4 separate regions of the Mus musculus genome follow, and all the other regions are linked to region 2. A link is a contact called in public Hi-C, HiCAR-type and HiChIP or PLAC-seq data. All regions are on one chromosome and are shown on one strand. Each heading gives the region's core, a stretch centred on a gene start, on an enhancer-like site or on the middle of the called end of the contact. The rest is flanking DNA. Distances are from core to core; before and after follow the strand shown. Region 1 has its middle 30 kb from the start of Gm40998. Region 2 holds the start of Irx2 (Iroquois homeobox 2). Region 3 has its middle 44 kb from the start of Gm40998. Region 4 overlaps 1700112M02Rik (a long non-coding RNA gene).

What was found. Hi-C and Micro-C count contacts between places; a contact is called where the count stands out from the background. HiCAR-type assays count read pairs that join an accessible place to other places. HiChIP or PLAC-seq counts read pairs in DNA pulled down with a chosen protein or histone mark.
Region 1: a contact with region 2 is called in an H3K27ac HiChIP or PLAC-seq map of the NIH/3T3 cell line, with 5 times the contacts expected there. The contact joins the enhancer-like site here to the promoter of Irx2 in region 2. A contact is called at or near these places in 3 of 39 promoter capture datasets (the 3T3-L1 cell line, cranial neural crest and hippocampal neurons), 2 of 484 Hi-C or Micro-C datasets (embryonic fibroblasts and mammary gland) and 4 of 115 datasets of contacts at active chromatin or transcription factors (the NIH/3T3 cell line, embryonic forebrain, embryonic midbrain and 1 more).
Region 3: a contact with region 2 is called in a Hi-C map of embryonic fibroblasts, with 2.9 times the contacts expected there. The contact joins the enhancer-like site here to the promoter of Irx2 in region 2. A contact is called at or near these places in 4 of 39 promoter capture datasets (the 3T3-L1 cell line, cranial neural crest, hippocampal neurons and 1 more), 2 of 484 Hi-C or Micro-C datasets (embryonic fibroblasts and tail fibroblasts) and 2 of 115 datasets of contacts at active chromatin or transcription factors (embryonic stem cells and neural tube).
Region 4: a contact with region 2 is called in a HiCAR-type map of astrocytes, with 6 times the contacts expected there. The contact joins the enhancer-like site here to the promoter of Irx2 in region 2. A contact is called at or near these places in 3 of 39 promoter capture datasets (embryonic stem cells and hippocampal neurons), 2 of 484 Hi-C or Micro-C datasets (both in embryonic stem cells) and 10 of 115 datasets of contacts at active chromatin or transcription factors (the NIH/3T3 cell line, astrocytes, embryonic forebrain and 4 more).

What each region holds. Positions count from the first base shown.
Region 1 is chr13:71,362,711-71,365,919 of GRCm38.p6, reverse strand. No RefSeq gene overlaps it. Among named protein-coding and RNA genes, the nearest start is that of Gm40998, 30 kb to the left of the region's middle. Within about 2 kb of position 1,804, at least 8 of the 459 cell types and tissues checked have an H3K27ac peak or open chromatin away from gene starts, as enhancers often do. A contact at or near this core is called in the NIH/3T3 cell line, where this site is marked.
Region 2 is chr13:72,627,264-72,630,453 of GRCm38.p6, reverse strand. It overlaps Irx2 (Iroquois homeobox 2), which reads right to left and starts at 1,634. Exons shown (of 5, transcript NM_010574.4): 1 at 1,141-1,634. The coding sequence starts at 1,392. It overlaps Gm20554 (predicted gene, 20554), which reads left to right and starts at 1,890. Exons shown (of 1, transcript NR_030701.1): 1 at 1,890-3,190.
Region 3 is chr13:71,436,176-71,439,680 of GRCm38.p6, reverse strand. No RefSeq gene overlaps it. Among named protein-coding and RNA genes, the nearest start is that of Gm40998, 44 kb to the right of the region's middle. Within about 2 kb of position 1,765, at least 27 of the 459 cell types and tissues checked have an H3K27ac peak or open chromatin away from gene starts, as enhancers often do. A contact at or near this core is called in embryonic fibroblasts, where this site is marked.
Region 4 is chr13:71,505,962-71,509,229 of GRCm38.p6, reverse strand. All of the region lies in intron 1 of 1700112M02Rik (a long non-coding RNA gene), which reads right to left. Among named protein-coding and RNA genes, the nearest start is that of 1700112M02Rik, 20 kb to the right of the region's middle. Within about 2 kb of position 1,434, at least 60 of the 459 cell types and tissues checked have an H3K27ac peak or open chromatin away from gene starts, as enhancers often do. A contact at or near this core is called in astrocytes, embryonic forebrain, oligodendrocyte precursor cells and 1 more, where this site is marked.

The DNA of each region.
Region 1 (3,209 bases), core at 555-3,054, 1.3 Mb after region 2:
TAATTTCTGAGAGCATAACATGATTGCAAACCTGAATGGCATTCAAGACAATTCAAAAATATCACAATGGAGCAGCTACATATTCCATAATTGGGTATAAAAATATTTTATTTGGAAAAAAAATTAAAACTGGTCTGAATGTTGCTTTTTCTTTTTTGACTGAGAGATGTGAGCCTTAAAACTGTACCCCATCATTTTGCCATATATGTGGCCTTGGCCATCGCACAGAAAATCTTTGTGCATTTCAGGCTTAGGAGAAAAGAAAATGTTGGTATCTTGGAATTCCTTTGAGGAATTAGCTTGGGCTTTGTCCGAAGAAAATATAAATGGATTTGCTTAATGGGACTTCAGGTATTATAGTGATTAATAGTATATTGTGCCATAGTTAGGCCTTTCCATCTGCAGTAATGAATTATAAGCATTAAATGTGTATTTATTCCCAGTTAACCCTATTTCTAATCGGCATGCACTAGCCCAAGGCTTTTAAGATCTTTTAAGATAATTAAGCTAATAGGACAGTATAGATCACAGCCTGGCAAACAAACAGCTGGGCTCTGACATGACAGGTAAGCACAGCAGGCTGTGTAGACTGACTGCCATTACTGCTCTAGGCGCTGGAGAAAAGTGTGTGAAAAGAGAGTGGAAAATTGAGTTAACTTGGTTCTGTCTTTGCACACGCACAGCCAACATTAGGGGTCTTAGTTGGTGGGGATTTCTTTTTTTTTTTAATCGGATATTTGATTTATTTACATTTCAAATGTTATCTGCTTTCCAGGTTTCCCCTCTGCAAATCCCTATTCCCTCCACCTGCTTCTATGAGGGTGTTCTCCCACCCACCCACTCCCACCTCACTGCCCTGGCATTCCCCTACACTGGAGCATCGAACCTTCACAGGACCAATGGCCTCTCCTCCCACTGATGCCAGATAAGACCATCCTGTGCTAAATATGCAGCTGGAGTCATGGGTTCCTCCATGTGTACTCTTTGGTTGGTGGTTTAGTCCCTGGGAGCTCTGGGGGCGGAGGGGGTTAAGGTGGTTGATATTATTCTTCCTATGAACTGCAAACCCCTTCAGCTCCTTCAGTTCGTTCTCTAACTAATTCATTAGGGACCCCATGCTCAGTGAAATGGTAGGAATTTCTTGATGGAAAATTCTCAGTTGGATTAATTCCTTATATCAGTGATATTTTTAACCTCAGCTGAAACATTGATTAAGTGTTCATGGTAACTTGAGGCTTTGGGTCATCAACAAATGTAACAATAAAACTGCAGGTAGGCCAGAAGCAGCTGCCTCCCTTATCTTTATTTTTTTCAAATACGCATTTTTGTCAGTTTGGTACTTGGTGTCAATTCCATTTTTCCCCAGGGAAGCCCACCTGGGCATCATCAGGTGTTTCTTCCAATGATCTGCTTTCCCCTGGAACCTAGCAAAGCTGCTCTCAAACTGCATTGGGGTTGCTCACCAGGGTGCTACAGGATCAATGTCATGATGGCTCACTTCAACCTGGTGAAGGGGATCCCCCAAGAAGCTATTTAAACCATAGAACCAAATCATGGAAGCCCACACCATGCCTCATCCCTCACCACAATATAATCCTTCCTTTTCTCTATGCTGAGTCTGATGGGCACACAGGAGGTGGCCTTGTAGCCATGTCCTGTGAACTGAGCTGTCCTTCTAGGAAGGTGGAGCTAGGCTAAGGAGACTTAGAAAGCTAAGGAAACCAATAAGGCCTGGAATATTCAAGAAGCTGTAAGAGTCACCACATCCTAAAAGTCATATAAATGTAAACAGCAGCTGGAGATAGAGGATGACAGAGTTGCTACGTGAGATGAGAGTTAGGCAGGAAGGCCCTGGAATAAACCTTTCCATGTGGACGTGGACTTTGAGTCAATCAGATGTTTTTTGCTGAGTCACCAACACCCTCTAAAGCAACCTTTTATCCATGGTCCCGTGAGTAACTCCCCAAATCTGTTTGCTCACCAAGCTAGACTGAAAAGAAATATTTCCTGTAGCCTGCTGCTGACTTTCTGTCTGGGGTGATTAGACCTATGTTCACATTGCCCCAAGAAAACTCACACAAATAAACATAGTATATGGACCACCAATGCTCCTGACCTGAACAGGATGAGTAAAACCACGTGGACTGGTGAAACAGCCTTGAATTTGAACTACTGAACAAATAGAAAGTATTAAAACCGAGAAGTTTATTGAAGTTATGGGCCAGGGTAACAGTATTTCTGAAACATGAACAATTCAGAGACTTTAACCAAGTGGCCAATGTCTGTGCTATTCCTTAGTGATCCTTGTTAGGGTGATGTTATCCATTCTATCTTTGTGTATCATACCTAAAAAGAGGAGGGTCAGCACAGCAGAGGAGACTCTTTGAGTGCCATGATTGGCTCTTGAGAGAGAGGACATTCTTGTCTGCAAGGATATATATATATATATATATATATATATATATATATATATATATAATTAAGAATATAGGAAACAATCTTAATTTTGAAAACTTTTCCCAACAATCAGCAGAATGTTCGATTTTCCTCTAAGACTTCTGAAAAAAATTCTGAAAACTTGATGTGAGAGACTGTCAGATCCATCACTAGTGCCAACATCTATACGTTTGAATCTGTTATTTCTTCCCTGTATTTAATATGCCTAAGGGCTTTGAAAATCATCTGTTCTAGATAAGACAGATTTATCTGGGACTTAAATAGGTCATTTAACTTTATTGTGATTCTGCATGATGATTCCAAATCCATTCATTCCTGTGAAACCATTAAAATATATTTTCAAGTTTAGTAACATAATTGGGAATTATAAAGCCAAAAGAGACATTTAATTTGTGCAATTACACTATGTACTGAATGTTATAATTTCTGTGGTTATATTTCAATAAACCTTTAAGTCTTTGAATACCAAGTTTTACTTTGAAAACATGATAAATACATGTGTCTAAAACAATGTAATTACAGATTTTATCCCCATTATTCACTACTTGGTGTAATTATTTTATAAATAATTATTTGGTTCCGGTCAGTTTATAAGAGTCACAGCTGATGATCAAGTGAGTATTTCTCACATAAGTACATTTTAATAATTTTCATTTAGGAAGAACAAATGACACACCCTACCACAATACAATGATATGGCGATGACACTCAATTCAGACTAATGGTCAATTAAACTGGATTGCAAGATTGTA
Region 2 (3,190 bases), core at 385-2,884:
TCTTTCTTTAGCCAGAGAACCAGAAAAATACAAGGCTAGCTGTTGGAAAACAAAACTATTGCCATTTGATTCTAGGATTTTGTTTTAACACTTTACTTTTTCTAAAACGACATAGTTTCCCGAGTAGCGCGAACAGTGTCTGCAAACATATCTGGATAGTCCCGCACTACAGCAAGTAGTTTCTTTATATCTAAATTTCATCATAGGCTTCCCGCTCTGCTCCCTCCTTCCCTTCCCTCCCTTATGTAGCTTAAAAAATACTTCGGAACCCCACTCCGCTATTCACCCTCTAAAGCAGAGTAAATCCAATTTGCAACTCAGAAGCCAGTCAGCGTTTCCAATTCTTCAACTACGTAGTAATTAGCATTTTAATTCATCCTTTAACGTTTAACTAGGAGAGGTTTGTAACCTTTTCCCAAGGCCTGGTTCCTACCCAGGGAATTCCACCTAGAGCAAACCCCCTCCGCCCATACACAATGTCTTCACACACCCCAAAACTGCCAAGACCCGCTCTGGCGGGGCCTGTTTTCAGAACTCAGAGATGCTCAGACAGATCCCGGATCTACGGAGCTGGAACCCATAGGCCTACTACGAACTCTGGCAGCACTTAGCGGGTCCCAAACCCGTTAACACATTATTTTTTTTTCCCTGAAAGCCGGGTCAGCGAGACAGAAAACGGCCAACACTAAAGAGCTTCGGCCTGGGTCTAGGGCGAGAGCCACAGGCTCAGCCTATCCCCACCCCACCCCCCCCCCACCCGCATCCCCACCCCCCCACCCCGTGACCCCGCCGCCACCAGTCTGGCCAAGAAACCCAAAGCTTGCGGCATTGGCCCTAGAGGCCTGGGCAGCCGGGGCCCTCAGCTTGGAACCACGCGGAGAGCAGTGGACAGATTTCGCAGCCCCAGCAATCGGCACGCGCGGATTAGAGATTACTCTTGGCCCAGGCACGGGTGGAGTAGCACTTCGCACGAGCTCAAGGGAAATCAGCCTACGAGCTCTGCAGGTCAGTCCCGTCCCTTGTTTAGTGCGGCAACGGGTGCTGGTGACTTTGGAGCTGCCACCCGCAACGCGTCCCCAGCGCTCAGCTCAACTCACTCCCTGGTCCGGGTCTCCCCAGCCCCCACCCCAAAGCAGTTACCACGTAGGACGGGAAGCCGGCAGCCGCGGCGGCGGCGGCGTCCGCCGAGTACTGCAGCGGGCTGCCGAAGCCGGTTGCCGCCTGCGCTGTGAAGGCCGCCGAGCCGGGGTACGGGCTGAACGCGGAGCCCGACGCCGAACGCGCCAGCTCCTCGCTGCGCGGCGCCGCCAGCGCGGACGCGCCGTACGCGGGGCACGAGTAGAGCGCCAGCGAGCCGGGCGCTTGGTACAGGTAGCCCTGCGGGTAGGACATGGTGGGCGCGGGGCGCGGGGCCCGCGTCACACGGAGCAGCGGGCAGCGCGCGCGGCGCCCTCCATCCACGCCCGGCCGGGGCGCACCGAGGCCGCGGGCCGGAGCAGGCTGGGCTGGTGGGCGCTAGGCTGGGCGCGGGGCTGGAGGATCGGCGGGGCGGCGGTAGCGGCAGCGCGGAGCCGGTGGGCGCAGCCGCGCGCCAGGCCGGCGGTCGGGATTTGGGGGAGTCTGCAGTCAGGAGTGAGGAGTTGAGGAAGGAGCGCTCGAGTTTCCGAGGGACATTGGAACGCCGAGCTGTCCGTCACACTCTCATCTGCATATTCTGGTGCCCGCCCCTCCCCTGCTCCGCCCGCCGCCGAGGCCCCGCTGAGGCCGGGGGAGGGGCAGAGAGCGGAGGGGTGGGAAGTGGAGGGGAAGGCGGAGGAGTGGCAGCCAGAGGCTGGAGGGAGGGACGTGCAGGCTTTTGTCGCGCAGCGGCCTCTCTCCACTCCCGCCCCGGCCCGCAGCCTGCAGCGGTGAAGCCCAGCCTGGCCAAACTGGGCGTAGCGCTCACCCCCTCCCACTGGCACATCCTCTCAGCCACGTCCGCGCACCCCGCCGCCGACTCCCGCCTTGGCCCAGCCACCTTTCTCCTTCCCGGGGCCCCATCCGGGCACTGCCGGCGCTCTTGCTCGCCTAGCACTGGTCAGCAAAGGCCTCCTGCAGTCGGGCCAGGTCCGATCCACCTGGAGAACATACGGATCGGGCACCCCTCATCACCCTGAAGATAGCAGCCCAGGTCGCATGCGGTGTCCAGGGCAGACACCGCAGGGAGATGGAGGGCAGTGTGGAGACACCTGCAGAGTTGCCTGGGCATCCCACTTCTACAGTCCTCTGTCCGCCTGTACTCCAGGCTGAGGCTGCCCGTGTGGCTTCCCGTCCGGTCTCCTGCTCCTGGTGCCTGGGCTGCCAAGCATCTACCCGGAATCTGAGCGTTTCGGTTTGAAGCTGTGGGAGGCCCCGTGGTGAGGCTTCTGTCCAAGTCCACAGAGAAGATTTCAGGCCGTGTTAGGAACATCATGTCCGTTAACGTCTGGAACACGCCAGTGAGTGACTCGCTTCAACAAACGCCACTCTGGTCCAAAAAGAGTTTTTGTTTTCTTTTGTTAAGTTGAATGCCTGTTCGAAATTGGGGGAGAGGTTCCTGTCAGGAGAGCTGACTTGACTTTGCTAGAGTATCCACTGCCACTTCCCGAAAGGACATGGGCCAGCTTGTGAAGTGTCGCAGTCGTGAGGTGGTTCAGGTAACCTGAGGTCCAGGAGTTGACTCGCGGGTCCCTTGAGCCCTTAGGTCCCAGCCCCTAAACTTTCTCGACCATACCTGCTCCCTTTCCCCAAGTGAGGGGAGTCGATGGCCAGGATGGGCACTAGTACGCTGGATGTAAAGGAGCGTCAATGGGGGGCGCTTGGGATTCGTAGGGGTCAGGTGTGAGCTGGCCCGGGAGGGGGCGCCCGCCCAACAGGTGTCTCCTTGAAGCTTGCTAGGTAGAGCACGAGGACTCTGAAACCTGGCGCGCGGGCCTGAGCTTCCATTTTATTCTCGGTGGGCTCTGAAGCTAGTAGAGGGCGGCAGAGTTCTCCTGCCTGTGAGCGCCTGGCTTCTGCTTAGGCCTGGATCGTGGCGCTCCAGCTCCTGCAGCAGCCAGATCCGTGACACCGAATGAATGCTGTAGTCAGCCAGGCTGCTTTTTGTCTTGTCCAGGTCCCAGGGAACCAGGGATCAATTGTAGTGATGGACTGGAGACAATTTTTCCCGGGC
Region 3 (3,505 bases), core at 516-3,015, 1.2 Mb after region 2:
AAACAGAACAGATGACCATAGCTACTGCATGTCTTAGTTCAGATGAGAGTGTTTAGGCAGAGCCTGGTGCACAGCATCTGCTTGCTATTTGCCTGGTGCCTGAAGTACCTGGGACTGGGTCAACATCAAAATGAAGTATAAATACTTTAACTAATGGGTTTCACAATGAGTATTGATGAACATATTGAGAAGTGCATGCCTTGGCTACGATGGTCTCTTGTTATCACTTAGGAGCAAGCACTTCCTGGTCATGAGTAACAAGCAGTTGTATCAGAAATAGGCAACTGAGCCACAGCCTCGGTGTACATCTTCACACAAGGACATGCTGAGCACATGAACTATCCTTCCTGACTTCAAAGCACAATGCTAACATAAGACATCATTATGGGGGGGGGGGGCTCCTGCAAAGAAGGCTGCTGGCACAGATCACACTACATTTGAAAGTGGGTCATTTTGTTTTTTTTTTTCTTTGGTACAATGTGTCAATGTGTCTGGGATTGTCTTGGACTAACATATAGGTTAACTACCTGAAAAGTCTTCAGACTATCAAAAAATAATACAATCAAATAATTGTATCAACAATAGTCACAATAACAACAAAGGGACTGACACAGAACAGACCCCCCACCCCCTGTGTCCAGTGGAAGGCTAGCTTTAGTCTGCTGACAGCAAAGGAGCCTGTGAGTCCCATCTCTCTGGGTTATGTGAATCTTTGTTATAACTATGTGACCCTGTCCACCTTAAATGGCTGTGCTGCCCCTGTGGATTTAGACTATTTCTGAACCACACATCCACTGATTGATTCTGAGTCCACACATCCTGTAAGATGAACTAGTAAGCTGAGGTTCTAAAACTGCCTGTGCACCTGGGCCTGGTACCCGTGCCTACAACCTTAGCATTTCAGAGGTTGGAAAGCATCTTCAGTCGGAGGCCAGCTTCTGGGTTACATAATGAGATGCTGTCTCAACATCTAGGCTATGAACAAACCAGGCTATGGACCACGCCAACACCAAATTATTGAAGAGGGATTTCCTTATAGCTGAGTGGCTTACTCACAGGATCCTGAGAAGCTCATTAAACAAAGGATAATCATTCACAGTTGTCGCTCTGCTGATCAATGCTAGGAGTGGGGCTTAACCCTAAGGCAAGTTCCAGAATGTGGCCAAGGCTGAGCTAAGCTTTGCCTCGCACTGTTCATCTTTCTTTATTATGTGTTCCCTAAAAACTGTAAAGAGGAGGTTTGAAACCACCTTGAATTTACAACTCTCTATCTTCTAGTGGGACGCATAGCTTATACCTGCACAGTGTCCCAACAACACTGTTTCAGCTAGCAATTGTTGCCTTGCTGTTGATTGACAAAATAAAGAGAACTCAATTTTATCAACCACGAACCTCCATCTGGATCCCTATTGTCCACCATCTTAAGCATTGTAATCAAGCCACTGATTGCTTTTATTTTCCAAGCGAGTTCACTGCCCATCATACTGATTTTGGCACTGTGCAGGTACAGCTTCCTTAGAACACACCAGCTGGCTGAGTTCTTAGCATAAAATAGAGCAATCAGTTAGTTGACTGACTCAGCAAAAGAAGAGGTGTTTTTTTTTTTTTTTTTTTTTTTTCCTAACAACAGCATTGGCATCAGTAGGAGAATGTTAAATGGTGACACTGAAAACTTTAAGGGAAAGCATGTTGCTAGACCACATCTAGAAAGCATCACAGAAGAATGTGTGAGTCAGGCACAGGGCTCTGTTGTTTATCAATTTTTAAAAAATCCTTGGAATGTTCTGTGACATAAGGCACAAGTCATGCAGAAGGCCCGAAGCTCTCTGGTAATCCCTATGAGTTTTCTTCAGTTTGTAACAACAGCAGCATAAGAAGCCCTTTTGTGTGGGACGTCCCTGGGAGGATGGGAAGCAGTTATCACTAGACCATGAGGAATAGGGTCTCACCAAAGAAGACTGTAGAGGAAGGATGTGAGCTGTCTAGGCTATACAGTGAGTACATCTGGGTACACACAGGGAAGAATTCTGAGCAGAACAGCCCTGTGGCCATCTGGAGACCTCTTCAGGATTACAGAATCAGAGAAGAGCAGGCCATGATGACAACACAGATACATCATCCTAGCATTCTAACAGGCCTGCACACACAAGGCCACTTTGGTCCTGGCTTTCTCCCACATTCTCTACCCTGGGCTTCCCAAAGCCTTGTTTGTACTTCCTTTAAAATGTGGTTTCCACTTCAGTTGCAGCAGTGCTGGGTTGCACCTCCCTGGCTTCAGCCTGCATTATCCTCATGTCTTTGAAATGCTTTTTAGGCATTCTATTGCCTTTATCGAGGACATTCTCAAAGTGACAACCAGCCAAGCCTACTGTGCTCTTAGTTATATTGAAGTATGCCTCTGCATCTCTTAAGGCACGCCTCTATAATGGGCTTTCTGACACTTTGTCCAGCCACCCTGGCCTCTTAGGAAATTCCCTCTGAAATCTGTAGTTTTGGTAATTATCTTCCTCCACATAACTTCATGCAAATTTCATCACCTCTTCTACTCAATTTATAAGACCCACTCTACTAATACAACTTAAAACTCTAAGCACATATGATTTCCAGATCCTAGGGTATGCCTGAGCTTCAGGGGCACTGTCCACCACTTCTATGAAAAAAAAAAAAAAAAACAAGGCATTTGCTTATGTGTTCTGTTCCTGTCCCGTGTATACCTAGGCTAAGGCCAGTCACACACAAGACATACACTCATATGTCTATTCTACCCATACGTTCTAAAGGCTGTAAGAGTTACACGCCACAGGAAGGCTCAAAAACAAACTGCAGAAGGAAAACTAAAGGTGATAATTGAACAGCCTTTCTACACAATGAGAAAGCATATCACCACACAGGCAGGATCCAGTTTATTCTAACCCTCTAGCATTGGTTGCCACCTGATGAATTCTGAGGCCTACAGGTTCTGAACTGTCACGAAGCAGCCTCTGAACTGGACATCAGTGTTGAATGTAGAAACAGCCACTGGGAGTAAGCACCTGGCAGTGCGGAATATGTAAATAGCAGCCACGGTCATGAAGGCTGCATTACAGAGGGCTTCCTCCTCCTCCCACAGTTTCTCTGGACTTGAATTTGGGAGGAGTAAAAGGGTCCTCAGGGAGGGGAAGGGATAGTATGTGAAGTTGTATATCCCAATATAGTAGTGATACCTAGATGTTAGAAGACATGTTCCTGGAAACATTCCGTGTCTAAACTTCCATCTTGGCCACTAAAACCAAACTGCTTAGAGTAATCCGGCAACATCATGCATCACACAGTTTCCTACCTTAAAACTGGAAAGAACTCCCAGAGTCCTCATCTCAGACCATCTGAGAGTATTTGGAGGTTGCTGTGGAGAACAGCTTGTGCTAAGTACATTTATCTGTAAGTTCAGTCCTCACATCTCTGGGTACCATGCCTTCAGTATCTTGGTGCCGGAGGAACTGGTGTCTGATGAGGTCTTGTGTTCTTG
Region 4 (3,268 bases), core at 185-2,684, 1.1 Mb after region 2:
GTGCAGCAAGTGACCAAATTAAGGAGTTAAAGTTAGCTCAAGACAATCTATCTGCCTCTAGACCATCAGCATCTCAACACTCTAGACACAACAACAAAGTTCTAAGCAGCCATCAGGACAGCAAGGGTGGGGTGGGGTGGGGCTTTAACACAAGCATAGCTTGGAAGTTCATGGTATTAACCTTCCCGCCTTTACTACACTCTCCTCCTGTGAAGGTGTTAATTTCACAGGATGACCGGTCTCTTTTAGCCATCCTATCCACTGAGGCCGTGGAGGAGGGTAGGTGTATCCCATAGAGCTGGGTTCTCAGGACCACACAGAAAGCAAACAATAGAGCACTGGCTCCTGACCCTCCAAAGACCACAGGTGCCAGAGATGGAAATGATCCATGAACACATGACCATGATGTGTCATGACTTCAAATACAACATGAAGTTTGTCCTCTCATGGGTTCATAGAGGAGTTCATACTTAGCCCTGACTCTACCACCTTCAGCAGCCCGAGTTCTGTGTTCTCCCTGAAGGATGACACGTCCTAGGGGATGTTATCATGACAGGGTGTGGTCAGGGTGGAGAAAAGCAAACCTGAAACAGGCTGCTATCACATACACTGCTGTTCAGAACAGCCACATTGCTTGGGCTTCATCTATACTCATGTTCTGTTTCTAAAATTATCAGTATTCATGGCAGGCTTCTTTGCTTTCCTTAAAAAAAAAATCCTAATCTCATGTCCTTCTGAAATGCCTCTCCAAATATGAAGACATGGTCGTTCCTTGACTCACAGCCTTTGGCAACAGTGTGAAAGGGCTGGCTAGGCCATTTATTTACTCTGCAGCCTGAATTCCGGCTGTGGCACTGGGCAGAGCTTGAACAGAGCTGTCTCCTACTCCGGAGCCCGTGCAGGTGGTGGCGGCTTGGTTATTCTGTTTACAAATCATTAATGAAGTGATTGTACCTCCTTTCACTTGCTAACACTTTGGAACTGTGTGGAGTGATGCATTCTTAAGCGAGGGACACAAGAGCAGAGAGAAGCCCACAACAGCCTTATTATGAGGGCCACACAAACTCGGCAACGCTGGGGTTTATATTAACCCAATCAATTAAGGAGCGATGGAAAGGCCAGGCCCAGGGCACTGGGAAAACCTGACAGCCAAAGTTGCTTGGGGCTCAGTGGTGCCCTCCCCCCTGGAGTTCTCTATCCCCTGGCTGACCACGCTTTCTTCCTGCATGATAAAAGGCCTTTTCAAAGCAGACCTTTGCTGGGGGACACACAGTGGAAGTCACCACATTCTCTGAATGCAATAAATGTCTCTTTTAAATTCGGATGAGGCTGGTGTAAACTCTCTTTAGTGGGGCACTCTTAGGGTTCCGCAGGAAAGGCGCATACATTAGACTACACTGTAACCTTTTGTGCTCAGCCCATCAGCTCTCTCCTGAGTCCCTAAAGTAGGGGGATCCTGCCAGGGAAACAAGTCACACCCTCCACTGAAGCCACCTTTGTGTAGGCCCTCATTTGCATAAGCAGCATGCTGTCACTGGGAAGGCAGATGGCTCCGGGACTCTATCCCAGCAGAGAGGGAACGCAGACAGAGTAGGTCTATTACTGGGGCTTTTCCTTAAACGCAAACATTTCTGGGGCTTCTGGTTTCCCAACTGTAAAGAAATGGGTGCTGGGCAGTGGCTTCTGGGTTTTGTCCAGCCTTGTGGCTCTGCGCCTGCGCACTGAGCACGCTGGCTCTCATCCCTTCCCACATACTATACTGCAGAGTGAACACCACTAACCTACAAACTCCGCCTCCAAAGTTACCTGTGCTGCTGACTCTGAACTTTTACGTGTAGCTACGGGGAAACTTCAAACACCTTTTCATAGACTGTACATGGATTCGGGGTGATTTAAAACTGGATAAAGGTCAGGAAAGCCCTGTTTCTCATTGCAAGCTAGATTTTGTTTGTGGTTTTCTGTGCTGATAAGCCCCTCACTAAACTTAGGAAGGTTACTCTGCACCCTGTGCCGTTCACAGTTCTTGAGCGTGGAGGGATGGTGAAGGTCAAGCCTCTGGGAAAGTCACTTGCCTTGGTATTTGTAGTCATGGTTCTATCAATGCTCTGTTGGGTACCGGGATGTGAGGAACATCCCATCATGTCCCTGAAGCTGCAGTGAGTAAGCCACATGTCCCTGGCTGGGTGTGTTCACACCCGGTAGGGTGACAACATCAGTGTCTCCCTGGCTCTGGGAACGTGAGTATATAGTTAAATATCCTTCAGCACGACTGAAATGTGGCACTTTCCCCAGGAGCTTCTAGAGGCACGTAGACATTCTGTCTCTTGTGGCAGAGTTCCTTGGGAGTTTCCGTTTGTTACGGGCTGTGAGTAGGGATAGGTGATCATTTTAGAAAATGCACCATCATTCACTAGGTTTTGCAGGACCCCTCTCTCCTTCAAAACAAACAAGAAAGGAGGAAGCAAGGACCAGACCACAGGTCTGCTATTCAGTTGTGCAGAAAATGCAAACAAACTTTAAATATGGGGTTTTTGTAACTATGTTTTACTAGTTAGGAAAAAAATATACCACAATGTTAGCAACTCTGTCACAGTTACAATGCTTTGCTGGATACATGGGCTTTCTTTTCCAACTGTGCCTGGTCTCCTCCCCTCCCCCTCTCCTCTCTTCTCTCTTTCTCTCTCATCATGCTCATCTAGGTGTGCAGTATCAATGGGACCCTATGAGCTCTTGCACTTTATTTAAAGACATATTGACACATATGGTACAGAGAGAATGAGGCTGCTTTACCGTGCGTGCATTTTAGGAAGGAGTCAAAATCCCTTGTAACATATCACTCAGACCAAACACTTGACATAATTTAATAGCAACCACGTTCTTGCAGCATGTAAGTTAATACCCGGGTGTAAGGTCATGTCTGTGTACAAACTGTGAAGCCAATCATCTCCTGGACCACATGGTCCATATTGTTCCCTACTGTCAGGCTTCACAATTGAAATTGATGACTGAAGTTCTACCCGTCAGTCAAAGGCTCCATCCATCAAGGACCACAGTGAGGGTGGGGAGTAGAGTCTGGGCACCTTGTCTCTGGTGGTTGTGCTAAATCAAACAGTAGAGACCATCTGTTTACATTAATCTACCGTTAGATGGCAAAGTTAAGAAGCTAGGTTCAGTGCTGTTTCCAAAGGGCTTATTAGTAAGGTGAGGCAGGGAATTGGGATAATCTGACCTAATAGGAGACTTTAGATTAATTAAATAGCTCATTAGA